2 separate regions of the Gossypium hirsutum genome follow, and region 2 is linked to region 1. A link is a contact called in public Hi-C data. All regions are on one chromosome and are shown on one strand. Each heading gives the region's core, a stretch centred on a gene start, on an enhancer-like site or on the middle of the called end of the contact. The rest is flanking DNA. Distances are from core to core; before and after follow the strand shown.

Region 1 (4,064 bases), core at 507-3,006:
GCGCCTTCATCTGTGTTTGCAAACATCGCATATAACTCGAGTATTAGTGATACACTAGTAATATGCGTCTGCACCATTGCCTCAACCCCCTTGCGTCTTTGATATCGAAAGCATCATATTTGACGAGGTTGATCGAAGCACAAAATCGATATTCCAATTATGGTACTTTCATCTGATTGGATCCGACGATTTTTCGCCTAATTCTTCTACGCAGTTTTGGCAATTGTATGTTTGGGTTAAAAGCCAATTGCGTTGTGTTATAAAAAAAACCCCATTCTCGACGTCATGGACTTCATCATCGTAATAAACAATAACATTAATTTATCCACTCATTTTCAACGAAATAACATGTTCCACATGTTCAAAACAAAAACATTATGCAAAAAAATAATGTTGTAATTATATATGAACAACAAAAATAGATCCTTACTTAATGCAAATTGCGTGGTTGCTTCAAATTAAGCCTTATAAAACATCTTGCCAACTTCCTCTTCTTCTTGCAATTTTGTTTGCTCGAAATTGCTTTATGCCACTCAATGCTAAAAACCATCCTTTTATAAAGCCGAGGTGAGTGGAAGTTTGCATGCGCTGAAAGCGTTAGAGGGAAAACGCACCACGTAGGACGTGTTTTCAGTGCATTTCCAGAAATTTGATCAACCTCAACCACCCGTAAAAAATCTGATCAACCTCAACCACCCGTAAAAAATGCACTGAAAGTTCGAAAAAAATGTACCGAAAAATCTGATTGACCTCAACCTCCTGTAAAAAAAATCTGATCAAAACTCAGTTGCATTCGTAAAAATAGAAAAAAATTACAAACTAGAAGTTAATTGAATCGAGGAGTTCGATTTTAGATTATGAATTGAATTAAATGTTACAATTCGAATATATGATTGGTGTAAATACAATTGTTGTAAATATCAAATTAAATAATTATTAACTTTACATCTCAAAAATTATTAAAAATCTAAAGAATATATAAAAAAAAACTTTAAAAATATACAAAACCCTAAACCACTAGAACCTAGAAACCTTAACCTGTTTAAAAAAAATTAAAACCCTAACAATAAAAAATCAGACAAGAAGGAACACACTTCTAACTGGAAGCATTTTTCTATAAATCCGCTAAAAATGCTTCTAATTGGAAGCTTTTTTGTTATTTCGGCCTACTCCAATACTTAAAAAAAATTTAATTTGGTAATTTTAAAAAAAATATTATTTTTGAGAAATTCAATCATAAATGTGATTATTTACCATTATATCAATAGTAATTACTAAATAATTTTTTAAAAACAAATTATTTTATTTAAAATGTTTTCTCTCACTTATATATAACTTATTTATACCATTATTTAAACTCTTAATTGATTGATGTTAAAAGTCAACCGAACACCAATTGATTAAAAAAATTATGAAAATATTAATCTGTATTTTAAAAATTTATATTATTTAAAAGTATCTTAATATTTTATTTTTTATAAAAATTAATAAAAAGTTACAGATTTAAACACATGCTATTTATATAAATAAATCATTTTCTTTTAATCTAATATTTACATTTAATTATATTATAATTTTTTATCACCTCTATATACTGATATATTATTAACTAAATTTAAATTGTTCATGTCATTTATTTATTAGATCTCTATATTCTAATTACGTATTTGACTTTTCCGTATTTTCTCCTTATTCCTTTTTCTTTTCAGTTAACATTTGAGTCTGGACGCAGTAGTACACGTGTTATAAATATATTCAACTTGCCACGTTCTCCTGAAGCTCATATGTATTATTTTCTCACTGCAACTTCTACTTTCCTCAACTTTCTCGTCTTCCAAACAGATCTCCCTCCCAAAAATGTCAAATCTTTCTTCAAAACCCTACCAAATCGGCTACGCTTTAACTCCGAAAAAGGAGCAAACTTTCATCGTACCGTCCCTCCTTTCTCACGCCTCCCAGAATGGCGTTGTTTTAACCAAAATCGACCCCACCAAACCTTTGATCCAACAAGGACCCTTCGATTGCATCCTCCACAAATTGTACGACTCCGACTGGAAACAAAATCTTCAAGACTTCGCTTCCCGAAACCCTAACATCCCCATCATCGCCTCTCCAGAGTCCATCGACATCCTTCGAAACAGAATCTCAATGCTCGAAACTGTTTCGAAACTAAAAATAAACAACACCGGAGTCCCCAAACAAATCACCATTACCGAAGTTACGGGTTTGGAAAATTTGAAACTCAACTTTCCGTTAATCGCGAAGCCGTTAGACGCGGACGGCAGTGAGACGTCGCACAAACTGCACCTCATCTTCGACAAAGATGGGTTAAATAACTTAACGGCGCCGTTTGTTTTGCAGGAGTTCGTTAATCACGGCGGCGTCGTCTTTAAAGTCTACGTGGCCGGCAAATATTTCCGGTGCGTGAAACGGAAGTCGTTACCCGATATTTCGGAGGAGAAACTGGTAAATTTGAAAGGTTCACTGCCGTTTTCGCAGGTCTCGAATTTGGCAGCGGCAGGGGGAGGGGAAGGTTGTAAATTTGAAAAGACGGAAATGCCCCCGGAGAGTTTAGTGAAGGAGTTGGTGGAAGGGTTAAAGGAGGAATTGAGGTTAAATTTGTTTAATTTCGATGTGATTAGGGATGGGAAAAACAAGGAGAATTACCTAGTCATCGATATCAATTATTTTCCGGGGTATGCCAAAATGCCGGATTTTGAGTCTGTCATTACGGATTTTTTACGTGATGTTGTGCACAAGGACATAAACTGCGGGGATAATTGAGGATTGGAGATGCCAAATATAGGTACTTTCTGAATATTTCCAGGTTTTAATAACCTCACATATTGGCATGCTTTGTATCATCATAGACGCATACTTGTTTCCTATATCAAATGTGGGTTTGTTTTGTTCTTGTTTGCTGCAAATTTTGCTCAAATTCTTAAGTAGAGGAACTCAAACTAGTTGTACTTGCCTATATTATTAGAATACAAATATGGGTGATCAAACACAGGGAATCTGGGTGTGAATACAAAGTTTGATTTAGTGGGCTGCCTTGGAGTTTGATAATGGGAGGAGAATAATTCATCATCCAAGCATGCTTTTGCTTTTGCTAGGGATGGACATAAGATAAGTGATATGAACTAGGATTTGAAAGGAATATTGATGGTGGAAAGACCCAATTTAGTTTGGTTTCTGTCACTTGTTAGCTGAAGTTCCTTTGTCCCATATTCTTGTATTATGTCATACTTAAGCTGTTGACTTAATTACCATTTTGCCTTACCAATCATGTTTTGACACAATTTAGTCCTTAATCCTTAATCATTACACTTTTCATAATTATTTCTTTCAAATAATCACCATTTTGTCCTTTTAACTTTTTCTATACTACCATGTATGATTTATTCTTTCTTTTGGCAAACTTTCACCTCTATCCCTCCTCCTTTTTCTTTTAATTCAATTTAATCATTCTAACCTTAATTTTCTCAATTTACCTCCAATACTTTTCACTCTCTTACAATCTAGTTAATACCCCAGATTTATTTCTCTCAATATATAGACTTTTCCAAACTTTTTCAGTATCTGACTTCACTTTCTTATAACACTGAAAATGTTCAAATTTCGACTTTCTCAAATTATAACTAATTCACTATTTATTTATCATTGTTTCAAATTCCTAAAATTTTGAGGATTTTACATTTCTCTCCCGCTTAAAAAATTTTGTCCTCAAAAATTGATAATACTCTGGTAACTGCAATACTATTGTCTTATAATTTCTTCACTCACCCACATCGCTCCTTCGGATATAAGATCTATCTGAATTTTCAATTTCTTCTGAAACTATTTCGACATTTATACATGAAAAACATCATAAAAGTTTTTCCAATATTGATAACTAAAATCAATCAATAACTATTGATTCCCATTCATGTCAAGAATCCCATGTAATGCAACAGGCTCCAGACTCAATAATACAATCTCTAAACCTGTCTTTTAATTTTTGAATCACTGATTCAAACTGACTATCAAATTTGAAGAAATTTTTGCAGGGCAGTACTGAAATT
Region 2 (4,064 bases), core at 1,157-3,656, 190 kb after region 1:
TTGCTAGAATCTTTAGCCATTGATATGTGCATACATGGCATGAATTAGGGCTTGGGCTACATTCTTTAAGGCATCAAGCCAAAGCCCTTTGAATAATTAAGTACTCAAGCTTACGACATGGACTTGAGTATGGAAATTGCTGCAAATCAAGAACCTTTTGAGCAAGTAATCCATAATGGGCGCAAACTTTAACTGATGATGAAGATGTCTATCAGTCTATTGTCGTACATGTGAAGCCCTTTTTCTGCTCAAGTCAAAGGTACAACAAAAGCCACACCAAAGGAGAGGAATGAAAATAGTATTCTTTCCTTGATGTTGATGTTCCAAACATGCTTTAAGAACTTTTAAAAACTATGTTGATTTGGTTGCCAAAAAATGAAGCAACTTGAAGAAGTCGGTCGAATAAATGATCTCAAGAAGTGCTTTGTGTTGAAAGACAAAATTATTCAATTCTATGAAGAAGGGAAAATCGAGTTTGAAGAAAAAGTAGCATCATCAAACTTGAAACCAACCACTACGGTTTCTCAATTCAATATGATGGATAGAACTATAAAATTTGGCTCTTTGGATCCTATTACACCGATTCCAAGAATAAGGAAGATAGCGGATTTCCAAAGGACTGGGGGCAATTGTTTGTTTCTTGAATATCAGAATGATCACGATTGGGCTCTAGCCACATATAAAAAAAGCCAATAAAAAGTAATGCTCCTGGGCATGAGATTAAATTGTCACATTGCTCTAAGTACAAGTTTAAATTGTTCATCCAAAATGTTGATGCTTTTAAACACGAGTTTAAACTATTCAACCTAAATGATCATGTTCTGAAGAATGAGCTTAAATTGTTCATCCAAAATAAATGATGATGCTTCTTAACACGCTTAAACTGTTCGCACAAAATAAATAATGAACCTTCTAAGTATGAGTATAAACTGCTCATCAAAAAAATGATGCTCTTGAGTATGAGCTTAAATTGCAAATCCAAAACAAAATTGAACTACGTTATGACTTGGTCCTTAAAAAATGAGGGTACGTAGACTTCTTTGTTTCATTGCCAAGTTCCATCCAAATGAATATATATATTGATGGCATCCTTTGTAAAAGATCTTCAAAGCTGAAAGCAAAAAAATTTAAGACTTATCTAGAAATTTTGAACCAATCAAAATTCATCATTTGTCATTATTGTTTATCTTTAATTAAATTAAATTTAATTATTAAAGAAATAAATCAAAAAATTAAATCCTTTAAAACTCATTTATAAAGAAATCATATTCTTTTAAAATTATTTTATCTCTAATTAATTAAATTAATATAAAAAATAATAAAAAAAGCATATATTTTAAGATTTGCGTTTTATAACGACGAAGGTCATAACTACCAGAAGAATTGACTTAATTGGGTGATCTATTTCAAGGTAGCATGAATTGATTAAAATTACATAAATTTCATAATTGGGACTTAAGGTTGTTCGAATTTGGGGATGGTAAGTTTAGTGTGAATTTAGATGGACGGTGAATTACACCTGTGGTAGTGTAAAAACAGTGGTGGTGGTTGGATTAGATATTATAGCAATACTGTAACGTGAGACAAAAAGTAAGCTAAACATACTGCATCGCCCATCCAAACCCATACTTAAGAGATAAGGTTCTTCTTTGAAATTCTTTAAACATTAAATGTGTTTTTCAATAATTTTTTAGAGTACTTTTTTTAATAATTAAGATTAAAATATTGTTGAGTTTATATTAAATTTTAAACATTTAAATTACATGATATGCCATGTAATTACTTAAAATTCAATTAATAGATTTTTTGTGTAATTTTTAAAAGTTTTTACATGTCATTAAATCCAAATTGTCAAAGTAGAACTCCACATAATTAGCAATTAACCTTAGAAAACTAATAAAAAAATATTTCTCTTATTCGTAATATACAAAGATTAATTTACTCATTTTTTTAATTAGAGAGATCGACTTGCAATACAAAATATAATAAAGAGACTTTTATTATATTTTTACCCAATATTTTTAAAATTAGACCGGTGGTTGAATTGATTCGTCAATTTAACTGGTTCGACTGATTTTACCGGCCTATCTGATTAATTAAATAAATTATTAAAAAACTAAAAAAAACTAAAAAATATATTAAAAATTTAGTTCCAACACTCGATTCAACTTATTTTTATCAAAATCAATGGGTTCTCGAGTCAACTTATTCAATCCACTTCTCCAAACTAATATTTTGACAAGTTTCTGATTGTCCAAATGGCCAGGTCAGTTTAAACAGCCTTCCTTTTAGGTCAAAATTGTCATTTCCGTCAATTTTATAAGTAGATTTTAAAAAAAACAAAAAACAAAAAACCTTAGCGGTTAGTTAAAGCAAAAGGAAAAAAATGGCGAGGTTGGGAAACGGTTAGAAAATGGTTTTACAAAGAGCAACGTGTCGGTCAGACTAGTGTTTCTCCTCCTTTTCTTCTTCATCCAATCCTTCCCAAACAATAAAAACAAAGCCACCCTACCATTACAGTACCCTTTTTCTTCTCTCTCTCTCTCTCTACAGAATCTATAGCTTCCTTCCTTCACTCCCGTTCCATGCCCAATCGTCTCACATCTGATCTTTAAAACTAATATTTCCCAATACTTGTTTTCTACTTCTTTATTTTTTTATTTTAAAAAAAAAGATAAATGGATTCCCTTCATGATTCATTATCAGCGGCGAATGCCGTCGCCACAAACGGCAACACGGTGCCGCCGTTCCTCAGCAAAACCTACGACGTGGTGGATGATCCATCGACCAACTCCGTTATCTCGTGGAGTAGCGCTAACAACAGTTTCGTTGTCTGGAAAGTGCCGGAGTTTTCAAGGGACCTTCTGCCTAAGTATTTTAAGCACAATAACTTCTCCAGCTTTGTCAGACAACTCAATACTTATGTGGGTATTTCTTTGATTTTGTTCTTTTTGTTCTTTTTTTCTTTTCTATCTTATTGTTATTGTTATTAGTTTTTAGACTTCCAATTCTTTGAACATATGTAGGCTGATTGATGTGTGATTTCTTGAGGTGAATTACGATTTTGAGGTTTAAAGGGGTTCTGAATTCGTTTGGATTTTCACGGTTTTGGTTTTTTCTTTTAATGGAAACTTGGGTTGCTATTATATGGCTTCAAGAAATATACGTAGATGAGATTGAAATGAACTGTGAATAGTTTTAAAGATGAAGTTTCGTGGGAGGAGAGATTTTAGAACCATATTAGTGTTGGATCATGAATTTATGGTATAGTAATTGTCTAAACTGAATTAAATTGGGATATCGATTTGAAATATAGGAACTGGGAATTGCAACCGTAATGTGGTGATTATTTTGTTTAGTATTAATATTAATAACAACAATCTTAAATATTACTTAGTGCATTTCGAAATTGGATATTGGGTAGCTCTTAGCTTATGCAGTTCCTGTTGTTATATAGGATTGTCAATGGCATGCGGATGATTGGTTGAAAACCATTTTCCATGGAATGCACATGCATGCCCAACTAACCATTTTTATATTTTGACCAATTTTACTATCATATAAAATGATACTACTTATTGCAGTTCTTTCCTATTAATCTTATATGTTGAATTTGAATTAAACAAAGTATATTCATATATAGTGTTTCTGCTCTTAGATCAGTAGCTGAAATGTCTTGCGTTTGTTCCATGTGTGCTTTTTATATTGATTTCATGTTTTTGAAACAAATTCTATGTCTTTAATGATGTTTTTTTTGTTTAAAATGCCATCAATTCTGGAGATGCATATATATTCCATGTTTTTACCGCTGTTGATTCTTTTTCTTTGTTCTTGCCATGTTTGATCTAACTACATTTGATCTGAGTAAGATGCTAAATTCAGGGGATTCAGTAAATTGACAATTCATTTCCTGATTTCCTCATGTTAGCTTTTCTTCTTTTGATTTTTCTTTTTCCAAGTTCTTTTGGCTCTGAAAATGTTATTTTAACCAACAAGTGAACTAAAGCATGATCGAGAAACTAGGACAGTATTATTTGTAAGCTTATGTGTTGGAGAGGGTGGAT

Evidence for each region. Hi-C and Micro-C count contacts between places; a contact is called where the count stands out from the background.
Region 2: a Hi-C map of leaf shows a contact between it and region 1, with 2.1 times the contacts expected there. The contact joins the promoter of LOC107950548 here to the promoter of LOC107950542 in region 1. A contact is called at or near these places in 7 of 34 Hi-C or Micro-C datasets (hypocotyl, leaf and petal).

The regions. Positions count from the first base shown.
Region 1 is chrD03:8,695,045-8,699,108 of Gossypium_hirsutum_v2.1, reverse strand. It overlaps LOC107950542 (inositol-tetrakisphosphate 1-kinase 1), which reads left to right and starts at 1,756. Exons shown (of 2, transcript XM_016885413.2): 1 at 1,756-2,806. The coding sequence starts at 1,858. The coding sequence ends at 2,784. LOC121215336 (a long non-coding RNA gene) reads right to left here and starts at 693. Exons shown (of 2, transcript XR_005911146.1): 1 at 431-693; 2 at 1-290.
Region 2 is chrD03:8,507,029-8,511,092 of Gossypium_hirsutum_v2.1, reverse strand. LOC107950548 (heat stress transcription factor A-1b-like) reads left to right here and starts at 2,406. Exons shown (of 2, transcript NM_001327573.2): 1 at 2,406-2,924. The coding sequence starts at 2,679.